Linked DNA regions of Sus scrofa: all the other regions are linked to region 3. The links are chromatin contacts, called in public HiChIP or PLAC-seq maps. All regions are on one chromosome and are shown on one strand. The core of a region is the stretch at or near the end of the contact, and the rest is flanking DNA. Distances in the headings are between cores, read along the strand shown.

What was found. HiChIP or PLAC-seq counts read pairs in DNA pulled down with a chosen protein or histone mark.
Region 1: a contact with region 3 is called in an H3K27ac HiChIP or PLAC-seq map of alveolar macrophages. The contact joins two enhancer-like sites. A contact is called at or near these places in 2 of 2 datasets of contacts at active chromatin or transcription factors (alveolar macrophages and skeletal muscle).
Region 2: a contact with region 3 is called in an H3K27ac HiChIP or PLAC-seq map of skeletal muscle. The contact joins two enhancer-like sites. A contact is called at or near these places in 1 of 5 promoter capture datasets (liver), 4 of 47 Hi-C or Micro-C datasets (embryonic fibroblasts, heart right ventricle, liver and 1 more) and 2 of 2 datasets of contacts at active chromatin or transcription factors (alveolar macrophages and skeletal muscle).

What each region holds. Positions count from the first base shown.
Region 1 is chr14:100,025,582-100,029,918 of Sscrofa11.1, forward strand. No RefSeq gene overlaps it. Among named protein-coding and RNA genes, the nearest start is that of PTEN, 98 kb to the left of the region's middle. Within about 2 kb of position 2,615, at least 5 of the 83 cell types and tissues checked have an H3K27ac peak or open chromatin away from gene starts, as enhancers often do. A contact at or near this core is called in alveolar macrophages, where this site is marked.
Region 2 is chr14:100,410,168-100,414,632 of Sscrofa11.1, forward strand. The region is part of intron 4 of RNLS (renalase); the gene reads right to left. Among named protein-coding and RNA genes, the nearest start is that of RNLS, 190 kb to the right of the region's middle. Within about 2 kb of position 2,049, at least 43 of the 83 cell types and tissues checked have an H3K27ac peak or open chromatin away from gene starts, as enhancers often do. A contact at or near this core is called in liver and skeletal muscle, where this site is marked.
Region 3 is chr14:100,279,906-100,284,175 of Sscrofa11.1, forward strand. No RefSeq gene overlaps it. Among named protein-coding and RNA genes, the nearest start is that of RNLS, 320 kb to the right of the region's middle. Within about 2 kb of position 1,801, at least 48 of the 83 cell types and tissues checked have an H3K27ac peak or open chromatin away from gene starts, as enhancers often do. A contact at or near this core is called in alveolar macrophages, liver and skeletal muscle, where this site is marked.

The sequences.
Region 1 (4,337 bases), core at 1,365-3,864, 250 kb before region 3:
CCACTGAGAATTTTAAAATCACCAGTGTTTAACATGCAGGCTTCCAAAGGCTTACGAAAAAAATCAAGACCCTTTAATTAATTTGCTGCTAATGTGAAACTCTTTTTATTCTTTTATTCTTTCCAGATAATTAGCCACAGATTTAAAACTTAGTCTTAAATGGCCTAAGTTTTGGTTAGCAGTGCCAATACTAGTGCAGAAGAAATATCTGAGTAATAAATACTCGGTCCAAACTGGCATGAGGACAGTACCTAAAAAACTAGCAAAAGAGACAATAGAGAAAAATATTTTAAAATTTATAAAGATGAGCTGTTAGAGACTGATTTTCCTATAGAATTATGTAACTATAAGAAGCCTAATGATTAAATTGCTTATCAGCTGTTTTTAATTTTAGAGCAATCTATTCTTTTATGACCATGATCTTGCTATTTTTCCAGCTTTTAAAAGATCTTCCTTACGAGTATATCAGAGTGTATGTAGCCACTCTGACAAATTTATATTTGTTGGTAGCTTTAAACGTTTGTAATGTGAAGTCAGTGAAGAACAAAATAGTTTCCTTGGTGGTGATAACCTTTGGTTCTTAAGTTAGCTATTTTGAGAATACTTTTCCACAGCAACAACAAGAAATCATCATTCATAATCCCACTACCTGGAAACATAGCCATTATTAATACTCTAGTGATTATACACATATTTTGTTTGAATATTCATGTGTATGTTTTCTTTAAGAAATGAATTCTGTACTGTGCATCCTCTCAAAGCCTTTAAGCTTAGTACTTCCATCATGGATTTGTAGAATGTTAAATTATATCAGAAAATGAACAGTGGTTGGATTCTAATGCTACAGGTGCAGACTATGTGCAGCTATTAAGAGCCCTTTCCAAATCAGTGGATCAATCATGGACATTTAAATATTGTTGGCGTCAGAATGGTACATGTCTAAGTAAATAGAACAGTTACATTCATTTAGTATAGACAGGCTTAACGTAGCTGTTTCTCTTCAAAAACCATTTCAAACATTTGCATTTTGGAGTTATGTGTTAAGCAGAATGTGTTAAACACTATGTTGGTGGTTAATTTTATCATCACCTTTCTGTTTCCCCTTATAGGTTGGAAAAGGATGAGCTTTTCACTTTTTAGGATTCCCGAACAGTGGCTCAATTTAAAGCGAATTAGTTTAACACTTGCAAAAAAGAAAAAAAGCTACTGCTGGTTTATCACTTTAAATCTGTGTACTCATGAGACTTACATCAAAAAACTATTTCATGAATGGTTTGCCTTTGGCTCTGGAACTTAATCATGTATAGTATAATGGTGTGCTTAGAACCTACAACTCTTGACAGTTACTTGAGAATTGGAAAAAAAAATTGGAGGACAGTACATATAAACAAATGTATTGATATTTTAAGAACATTTTTACCTATATGAGTGAAGTCAACTGCCATCTTTGAGCATTACCACATTTTAAAATAAAGCTGCATATTTTTTAATGAAGTGTTTAAGAAGGATTTATATTTTTCATTTTTTAATTAAAATTTATATCACCTTTGTTGCATGTGGATTCTCACTGTGCTTAAAATGGTTAGAGATTTTGTTTGTGTTGGAGTGAAGTAAGGCTTGTAGTTCTGGCTCTAGTGTTTCAGTTTTGTCAAATCTGTTTACTGTAGTAAAATTCTTCAAACTGGTTTCTGTAGCTTATCAAACTCTAGCTTTTGTTTTATGTATATTTTTAGGATTTTCTGCTTACTCTCTATAGTTGTCTAAATGATATCCCACATTTACAAATGCCCTTTCAGTTTCTATTTTCTTTTTCCATTGTAATGCCCTAATGGGCCGTTTATAAGTGTGTGCACACACATCTGTGTGTGTAGGGAGGTTGTGGGTGTGTGGGTGAATTAGATGTTTGAAAGTGCTAGACTCCAATTATAGAGATTAAATAGCTGAATTTAGGCAAACAGTTCTCAGTGGAGTATTATAACTCATTATAATGAAAATAATGTTAGCCCTGGATGACCTTTGACTACAGTAATGAATCTTGCATATTAATGAATTTGTTGGTAGCATCTTGCTGTGTGCATTAATGGGTTATTTTCTAAGTTGCACATTTAACCAAAGTTGATATATTGGAAATGTTTATATCACATACCATTTGGCTACTGATGGACGTAAAAAATAGAAATGCTTTCCTATGGAGAGTATTTCTTCCTTAAAAAATTAAAGAAGTTAATTATTTTTAATAACTGATTTTAAACTTTGACAATTATTTATCACATCCCTGCTTTATATAACAGATGTTTGGAATATATTAGAGATCAAAACGACACCCTCTCTTGCTTTTGAGGAGTTTCCACTCTGGTAGAGGAAATAGACTTCATTAAAATAATTATATGTGATATTATGATAACTAAATATTCCATATGCTCTGCTAAATTCCACCCCCTTGAGGTTAGATGGGCCACTGTAACTAGTTTGTTCCAATGAAATAGGAGTGAAAGTGATGTGACACTTCCAAGGAACGACATTGAAAATAAAATCCATTGTACAATCTTTCAGCTTCTCTCTACTACAGTGACCGAGGACATGACATGTTCCAAATGGTGCAACTCTGTCAGCCTGGATCTTGAAGTACTCTATGAAGCAGAACTTCCTCAAATTCTCCAACATCAAATGTGTTCGATATTAACATAAGCAAGAAACAAGATATTAATTTACACTGAGATTTGGGGACAATTTTTTACCGTAGCGTAATTAATTATATTATGACTAATGCTTTGGAAGGGTCAGGGAAGGCTTTCTTGAGCAAGGAAGAGGAAGTTGAGAATGAAGCAAAACGCAAAGTGACACTTTAAAACATGATGCAATAAAACTGAATTGTGAGTCACCCAATAGTTACTGAACACTTAATATGAGTCAAGCACTGTTCTAGGTACTTGGGATACAAATGGATGAACAATAGATGCCCATCTTCATGGATCTTACATTCTAACGAGGGATAATAAACATACCATATATAAGTTAATAAGTGCTGTGTGGGGAAAATGTGGAGTCGGTAAAGAAGACCAGGTATGCAGAAATAGAGAGATTGCAGCATTGAATAGGTTAAGTCCAGAATAGGTCTCACCGGGAAGCTGAGAATTTAACAGAGCCCTGAAATAGTAGTTAGAATTTTTCATGCTTTTAATCAACAAGATGCACTCATCCTCTGTAAAAATTTATTCTGGCCTTGTACAACTACATTCTAAGTTTTTAAGATTATTATTTGGTATATCTAGGGAGAATTTTTATAAAGACTACCACTCAAAATAGTCATAATGTTCTGAGTTATTTTGTTTTCTAAATTGGTTTGGCAAAATTTATGTAAACAATCCATTTCTCTCTATTCTCAGTTGAGTTCATTTAAAATTCTTTTTACGATCTTACTAAATGTGTGTGTGCATTTTAGAAATATTTGCTATCACTTTCCAGTAGAAGTTAAAAGTTCTGTTATGGCCTTAAATACTTCTGTAAAGCTAAAAGGAAATGTCACTTATGATATATTAATGGGAAACAAGTTGTAAATTTTCAGTTACACAAAAAGCAAAATTGAAATTTATGGCCTAGTGCTATATATTCTTAACACATAAGCAAAAACCTCTGGAAATTTGTAAATATCTAAAGGTAAAAGATGTTTTTTCACAAAGAGGGACCCCCCCCCCGCCCCCGCTTCTATCCCTTTTCGAGATCCAAGAAGTTTAACTTTGTGATTGAGGAAAAATGGCATATTTAAATTAATTTGATATGGTAGAAATTTGCAATGATACATATAATTGGACATAAAATGCTGAAAGAAAATGCTATTAGCTTTTCTTTTTAAAAAAATAGGATTTTAAAAGGTGTTTTTAAAGACATTTCCTTGGCAGTTTTTCATTGTTTTTACCTGAGTCTAAGGCTTTTTTTAAAAAATACATTTTACTTGGCTTTAGAAGAATTTGAGGTATCTGAATGGGTTTCCCCGATATGAGAAAAGAATGTCAAGTAAATTTTGAAAAAACAATACTGCATATATCCATTGATCTTGGCCTAAGGGTTAAACTTCACATACTGGGAATATCTCCTGAACCTACCTCATTGGAATTCAAAAGTCCCTACATTCCAATAGTATTGTGAATTTCTCTTTTAAACATTGATAAGTAAACCTCCAACCTAATTTTCAAGGATATAAGCCACGTTTTTACTGTGATGTTTACTCTTCTTGAGATATCTGAATTTAAATTTTGGGTAAATTTAGTTATATTTTTCTATTTATATGTATATGTAAATGTGACCTGAAGATATTGTGAAACACTAAAATATCTAAG
Region 2 (4,465 bases), core at 799-3,298, 130 kb after region 3:
TCTCATTAGTAGACCTACATTACAGAAAATTGTACTCAATTATTATCATTATTATTAAATTTTCAATTTTTTCAAATAAGATTTGTGGAAATTTGTTCTCTCTCTTGTTATGTAACTAAACAAGTAATATCCTTGATTTTGCCTCTAGGACTATAAAGCTTAATATATTTACTCTTAGGCCCCTACAGAAAAAAGCTGCCAATACCTGACCTAGAATATCTTCTTACGATCCTTTTCACAAGGTCCAGGTAAAGATAATTCTCAGAGTCATTTTATAAACTCATGCATGTTGAGTGCTTACTACGTACAAAATTTCTTCTCTGTGAGAGAGGCACTATTATTCCCAATTTTTGGTATGGAGCCTTGCCTAAGGCCATACACTAATAAATAAATGAACTATGATTTAAATCTGTGTTCCTGACAGCAAAACCTAGGCTGTGTGACCTTGGGAAAGTTACTTAAACTCTCTACACCTCAGTTTCCTCGTCTGTAAAATAAAGGTTATAACTACAGTATCACTATATCATAGAAATAATTTAAGTATTCAATTAATTAATATATGGAAAGTCCTTAGAATAGCTCTAGTAGAGAGCAGTCAGAAATGGGCTGGAGGTCCAATAACAGGAAAAAAATCAATAAAATAGTTTATTATTTAGAAGGATTTGATGGAGAATAATTCCCAGTTCAGCTAGCAATTAGAGCTTTTCACTTCTTAAAGAATCTGTGCTATTGGTAGAGGTTTGTTAAGGAAAAAAACCCTAATGTTATGTATATGCAGAAATTAAACACTACATTTAAATATGACTAATGCAGATATACTTAAGTGTTTGAGAAAGCCAGTTGGGGTCATACTCACTTGGCTTATCCTAAGCTTTGCTACTTGTTAGTTGTGTGACGTTGCGACTCAACCTCTCTGATCATCCGTATCCTCTTTTGTAAAATGTAGATTATGGGTAGTTTACCAGTCAGGAATGAGGTGAGGAATTGGGAAAAATAAAGCAAACAAAATAAAACAAAAATGTGCATCAAAAGTACCTAATACAAGGCTTGGCATAAGAATGAGCTCAGTAAATGCTAGTTCATTTTCCTTAGCCTTTCTAAATTGATCTACAGCTTAAAAACATAGCAAAACTAAACAACAAAACCAATCAAAGTGAAAAAAACTCCAAACAAACAAGAGCCATCTTATTGATTGGGTATTGGAGGATAGGGAGACTACTGAGAAACAAAAAACAAAGACAAAAACAAAATAAAATGAAAGGACTTTACTAGAGCTGCCAGATAAAATACAGGACATCCAGATAAATTTGAATTTCGGGTAAATACTTTTTTTTTTAGTGTAGGTATATCCCAAATATTGCATGGGACATACTTATGCTCAATAAATTATTGTTTATCTGAAATTCAAATGTAACTGGGTGCCAGGTATTTTTTTTTATTACATCAGGCACCCTAGACATGACAGAATATAGTAAGAAACCTCATGCCCTGCACAGCCAACAACCCTCAGAATTCAAAAGAGCTGACTGTATTTCCAACTCTAACTGCAAAGGCTTCCAAGAGAAAGGCTGACCCCATCCACCATGTCTTTGCCAAGTGAAGAGCCCAGACAGGAACCACCATGTGAGTGATTCTGCCTCCTCTGCACCCAGTGTGGGAGCCTGGTGCAGAAGCAGCAGGAAAACTGTGGCACCCGGCCCATTGTCCCTTTGAGTCCCTCTGCCCCAGGCTTTCCTTCGGGTGGGGCCCTGCGGTCACAGTGTGGTGACTCTTTGTCTCAGCACCCCTGCCACGCCCTGCTTAGTCCACCTGGAGGTGGGGGTGGGGTGAGTGAGAGAGAAAACAGGTTGGAGGAGAAAAGAAAAGCCTTATCAATTTTATATTTTTCTTAGCAGGGTTGTGCTCTGCTGTTCTGGTCTGCAAAACTTTAATTATTACTTTGATGCAGGGTGGCTGCAGATTGTCATTGCTAGGCCTGATTTAATAGCCTGCTTGCACAAAGTCCGATAGAGATTGCTTTTGTTGCACTTTCGAACAGCTCGTGACGGTGGCTCTTTTACGTTGAGGAGGAAACTCTGTGGTTAAACTGTAGCCTAGGTATTTTTAGAGCCGTTACCATGTTAACCGAATTTCGTACATTTCACCTGCAGGATATGCAGTAGTGCTTAGGGCCTTCCCTAAACTCTAACCAAAAAATATATGATTTAACAGTTGTTAATACTGTGTTTAGGACCAACTACATGGTATCAGAACATCTATTCACCAAATACGTGGGCTGCCTAAGAATTCCTTTTTGGCCTAAGAATTCCTTTTTGGATGGGTGGTACTGTGCCATTAGGGAGTGTGTTTTTCCCTGGTACAGAATGATTTGAAGGAACCTAACCAAAAGGCTAAAACTGGTTAGTTCTAAAGGTCAGAGCCTGAAGGCAGTGACCCATTTGTTAATCATTAAGCTTTTCTAAGCCATCTCTGACAGAATTCTGGCTTTCTGCCATTTCTCTGGTCATTTTAAGCTGCAAATTCTTGTACTGTTTCAGTTTTTAAGTAGGTAGCAAAGGTTATGAGAAAGACATCAGTTCTTAGTTATTTTTCCTTATCAAACGTCTTTAGGGTTTTGGAAAGCAGAGCTGTTCTGTGTTAAGGGAATCTTTTTAAACATTCCAGCTCTATAGCATTTAAAGATGGACCAGTGGGTCTTCTAAACAGGGAGGGTTTCTAGCTATTATTCCCATGTTAATTAGTTTCCAAAGATAAACAGGAAGTGAGTGAGAGGACACCCACTTAGCCATTAGGTATTAGTTCCCAAATCACTGCTATCCTTAGTGGTTATTTTCAAAAATCCCAGCACTGAAAGTCAAAGAAACAGGAGCAATGTGTTTACCATCTTCTGTCATCAATTAAAAACTGGAAGAGCTCTAAAATATTCTGAATGTTATTTTGTGAAGCCCAATGAGGCTCAAGTGATAGGATGTTTTATTCCCAAATTTAATACCAGTTTATGTTCTGGTCTATCTGAATTAAGGTCGATTTGTACACCAAAAAAAACCCAAAACAAAACAAAAAACAAAACTCCCATAAAAAAAATTAAATTGTATGTAGCCAAGGGATATTAAGCTGCTGAAATACTTGCTATGATATTGAACACGGAATAGTTGTTCTCTATTTCTCAAGGGAAAAAACACTGTCAAACCTTGCTTATCCATAACCCAAACTTCCGGAAGGCTTAAGTATTTGGAATTGCTCCAAACCCTGAATGAGGAGTGGAGAGAGGGATGCAGAGGAAGGACAGGAAGGAGGAGGGGGAGAAGGGGGGAGTGGGGGAGGGAGAGAAGGAGAAGGAGAGAGAATGAGAGAGGAGAGAGAGAGAGAATGAGAACTACCAGAAAGCAAGCAAGTCAGCTTTTAGAAGTAGACCTGAAGCCCTAGCAACACTGAAAAGAGACCTGGAGGTTACATCTGATTGGCTTACCAGCCAGAAGGAATGGTGAGCTCTGATTGGCTGGTGATGATGTCTCCAAATAACCAGCTTTTTCAGGAAAGCAAATTTATGTGGCAGAAGGGACTAGAGACCGAAGAAGCAGGCAAGAAGGAAAGGGAGAGAATAGGACAAACTGAACGGCAGATTATTTGTAGCAGAGGTGATGTCTGATATTAAAATGAGAAAATGAATAACAACACCTATTTATGGAACTGCTTACACTTTACAAAGTGCTTTTACATGTAATCATTGATATTTTCAAAGACCAGCAGGGCTCCCAGAAATTAAATAGCATGCTCCAGGTCACTCAGCTACTAAGAAAAATAGCAGAGATTTTCTGGCCACAAATCCAATACTTCTAATGCCACACAGGTGTTGGGGAAATGATTTGAAGTTGTCCTGCAGGACAGACAGTAGTAGATGCTCTGAACGCAGAAAAGAGAATCAGAAACTACATCAGCCTATAGTTTAGTGGGAAGGGCAAATAGAGGTGTGTGTGTGGCTCTCTGCCTTTCATGACCTCAGACCTCGAAAACACAGACATAGGGAATGTGGGTGTTTGGAAGAGGAGATAGTAGTGGTACAGGTGAGAGCTCAGAGGGCAGTTCTGAATCCATTTCAATGAAGTATATCACTGACTTCTTACACTTGTCATGTAGAAGTCGGGTACCTAACTATTTCCACCTCTTTCTTTGAAAGCCATTCCTGGAGTTTCCACTGTGGCTCAGCAGGTTAAGAAACTAACCTTGTGTCCCTGAGGATGCAAGTTCAATTCCTGGCCTTGCCCAGTGGGTTAAGGATCTGACATTGCGGCTCAGATCTTGCATTACTATGGCTGTGGTATAAGCTGGCTGTTGCAGCTCTGATTGGACCCCTAACCTTGGAATTTCCATATGCAGCACATAGAGTCCTAAAAAAGACAAAAAAACAAAACCCAAGAACAACAACAAAGAAGAAATTCATTCTTTTTTCAGACCTAGTTAATAG
Region 3 (4,270 bases), core at 551-3,050:
TCCTGCACTGCCCAAGCCTGTGGAATTTCCTGGGCTAGGGATTGAACCTGAGTTATAGCAGCAACCTGAGCCGCTGCAGTGACAACTGCATACTGAATCACCTGTGTGCTACTTAGTATCAAATCACATGAGAAGAGCTAGTATCATTAATTTTCCAGCTATACAAGCCAATATTTTCATCTCATAACAACTATTTTTATGCCTGGACATCTCAATGTATTTCAAATATTGAGGTATATATATATATATATATATTGTCTTTCTCACAGAGTTTTCTTTTTCTATAAACATATACACTATTTCATTAAAAAGGATGGTAGTATTTCATGACCAACCCCACTACTTTCATAGTTAGGCAAAATATTGCAAGTAGGTAATTCAAAGAACCTCTGTTTCAGCTCATAGTTTTCCTCATCCAGGAACTTAACACTTTACAACAGTCAACCCAGATATGAATACACAAAATAAGATGCTATTTAAAAGAGGCTGTTAAGTGGTTCTGAAAATGGAAGTTAGAAACCTAGATTTGCATCCAAGTTCTACCACTTACACATCAAGCAAAACTTGAATCAGTTTCAGCCCCATCAGTAACATAGTGGTGACGATACATGACCCGCCAGGTTCCTGTGAGGGGTAAATCACATGATGTGGGGAAAACAGGAACACAGCACAGTGATACTCAGTACCCTTTAACTGGCACGACTGAAAAAAAAAAAAAATTACACATATACATACTGCGCAAAAGGCAATTTCACATTACCAAGGCATTACTACTGAGGCATTCAATGTCAGCCTAATTAAAGAAAATCCTACTTTCCTTGAAGTTCTGTTTGCTTTCTGAACTTTTTGGCCTGGAGCAACACCTTTTGCTAATCCATTTTATATTCATTGTTTTAGTCAAGGGACAATTAATCAGACACTGGGATTTGGGAGTCTTGAGTTCCACGTCGAGCATGCACAGTCTGGTGACCTTGAACAATCAGTGGAATCACGCTCTTTTGTGAACCTCTTTTTGCCTTGCCCTGAAGGCAGAGCATTAGTCCCATCCCTCCTTTCTGCCTGCTCAGCACTAACTCTGCAACGCTTGTTACCCAAAATCAGGACATCGATGTTTTAATTCACAAGAAAAATCCAATTCATGTAATATCTTTATCCCTCTATGAACTGTGGGGGGAAAGGCAAGCAACCAAGCCTAAACGTTCAGCCGAAAGCATTTGCCAATATTCCTTTCAAGCAATAACCTCTCCGCAAGGCCAGCAGCTTTTTCACTGACACCTCATTTTGCTGCTGGAAAGAAAACCTTTTCTACATTCACTGCCTCCACCTGAACTGCTCGGTAATTGAAAGTCATTTTGTTTTTCCAATCACCCTCGGCAGCGACATGCACACTACCCATCCCCTTCACTGTCTAAATCGGGGGCTGAGGAAAAGTCCCTGTGGGAAGCGTGAACAGCCAGCAGCTGCGCTGGGCCTGGCCAGCTGAACTTCAGCCTGCTCCTTGGCCCAACCCCAGGACTGATAAAGCCTTTGCTAAGCTTTAGATTTCCCAGGCTTTTGTGAGCCAAAGGGAAGACCGCTTTCGTCGGTCCTGATGGCCTCTTTGTGTTCCTTGGGCCTGTTAACTCTTGTCTCAGGCAGGAAGAGAGTGAGGGGGACCAGGCTCGGTGCGGGGCCCATGCTTCCAGCCTGCTTCGAGTTGTCCAGCAAAGGCTGACCTATATTCCAGTGACACACACCAGATCTGAGTAGGACAGAACTGCCCAGGGAGCCGCCCACCCCTCCTCCTCCTGCTTCCTCAGCCAAGAGGGCAGCCAGATCTGTACACGAAGTTCTCTCTTGTCAGCCTGATGGCAGGACAGGGCTCCAGACGGGGGTTCTTAGGAGGTGAACCCCCACCACATGAACCGCAGGGCACCCCCTCTCCCCCACTGTCTTTCCTCCAGGGAGTGTAGCAGGAACCAGAAGGGTGCAAAAAAGTCGGTCTCTTGAGTTTGTTCAAAATTATTTCCTTCCAGCCATTGTTTTTGGAATGCTTTGCTGCATTTCTTTAGAGTGGGCAGATGGCAGGATCCTGGAGGTGTAAAACAGCTACAAAAACCAAGATGATTCAAACAGAAGGAATATGTATAAACCCTGCTGGATCATCCTAATATTAATCAGGAGAATTTTTTTTTTTCCTTCTCTCCAGGATGTTTAAAGTCTTCATGTTTTCTGTGTGCCTTCCCCCTTTAAAAAGAACACAATGTATAAATGGGTTGCTTTGGGGATCTTGGCTGGGAGCACTGGCGTCATTTTTTTGTATTCAGCTTATTTTGAGGACAAGCCCAATGGACAGACTTGAGAGCAAGACCTCTCACTTTGAGGAGACAGAGGAAAGTGAAAATGGAACTCCCATGGAGGGGAGCCGAAACTGGACAGCCAAGGATGGTGCCATCCAAAATACAGGAACCATGCCTGAAAGAGATAATTTCAAGTTGAGCTGTGGTTTACCACAGTGTCCTCGTGATCAGTCGAGTGGTCAGATGTCAGGGGTGACTGAAAATAAGTGCATTTTCCCACAGTGAAAGAAAAAAGAAGAAAAAACAACAACAACAACAACAACTTTGCCCATTCGAAGCAAATACTTGCACATTTCAGACTGGTTGGAGTAGGCTTGAAAATGTACTATCATCCTTGTGACTTGAGTGGAAAAAGCTGGAGAAGAAACAACGGTTATTTGCTTTTGATTAGCCACCCCACACCCCCTTTTTGTCCCTAAGGACCACAAGGAGTCTTTATTGCTCTGTCCCATGTTTTGTTCTATTCAAAAGATCTTCTGGGAGCAAGGGTTATGTGTTTACGCCATGACATGGCTGGCACTGGCGGGGAGAGGAGAAGGAGTCCCAGAGTGATTTCAAATTGAAGGGTTTGGTGACTCTGTGTGGGCTAGATCTTCTTCCTTCCACCTGTGGTACAGCCTGGCTTCAGAGAGGCAGCTGCAGAGACTTCTTTTCCTGCTGGGTGTGTGCAGAAGGACTCTGGGATTCAAAGCGTTAAAGTGTCATCTGCAATGGGAAAAATGGCTTAACCACAAATGCATCCTGTGCTGGCCTAGTTATGTGTTACTGTGTATGTGTGTACTTTTTTTTTTTTTTTTCCATTTCAAAATCTCTCTTTCATGAGCTCATATCCTAAAATGTCTCCTTTCTAATTTAATGAGAGGGATTCCATCCACTCAGAACAGGGTGCTTTCAACCATCATGTCTGCCAGAAAATCACAGAAAACCTCAAAGGTGAAACCCAGAACATCAAATCACTGATTGGAAAAATAAAGGTTTGATTTGGAAATCACACACCAGGCAACCTGAAATCTCACTCCCCTGGTGTCTATTCTTTCTTTTCATCTTTTTGTTCATCATGAATCCTGATCTGATCTCCCCGATCTCACTGAGCCGGCAGCACCTTGAGCAATGCGGTGGCTGCAAAATCCCCTGCTGACTTTGTTTTGGCTGGAAGTACAACCCACATATGGGAGAATTAAGCTAAAACATCACAGAGCTAATAGCATGCCTCTGTGCAGCGGTAGCCGATCAGTAGAAAAAGGTGACATCATGGATATTCCAGAACTTCAGGTCTGTGGTGCAAAGCAGCTTCCCGGCTGGACATGAGAGCCAGAACCTGGATTGGAGACAAAAACAACTCTCCCTTCTCATAAATATCTGCTCTGGAGTTCAAAAATATTCTAAGTGCGATGGCTCAGAAATGGTCCCTTTCCGTGGAGACCTATCTGATTTTCCAAATCCAATCACAAACTTTTTAATAGCATGTCATGAACCTCTCAGCTCATTATTTCTCTTCAAAGCCCTCTGGTTTGCCAGCTTAGAGCCTGTGAAGTGTTGTTTGATGATGTGCTGCACCATAAATAAACGCATAGTACATGCTAAAATCCATCCTTCACTACTTCTGGCTTTCCCACCAGGAATACTGCCATATAATCAGGGATGTGTGATTTGCTGCAATTGCTCTGAATCGAGGGTTTTTTCTTTAAACACATCCAATGTGTAATGTAGGTAATATAACAGATTTATTACGTTTATCTAAATTCCATTTTTTTTCTCTTCCTGTTCCTTCCCCTCTCCTCCCACCCCATTTTATGTTTAGGGTGTCGGAAGTAAAGAGCGTAGGACTACAGACAGGTCCCCTAAACTAGCAATCACAGCTTTAACCATTCCTCACTGTAGGAAATAGATAGACACATTGGATAATTTACCATGTCTCTAACACCCAGTGT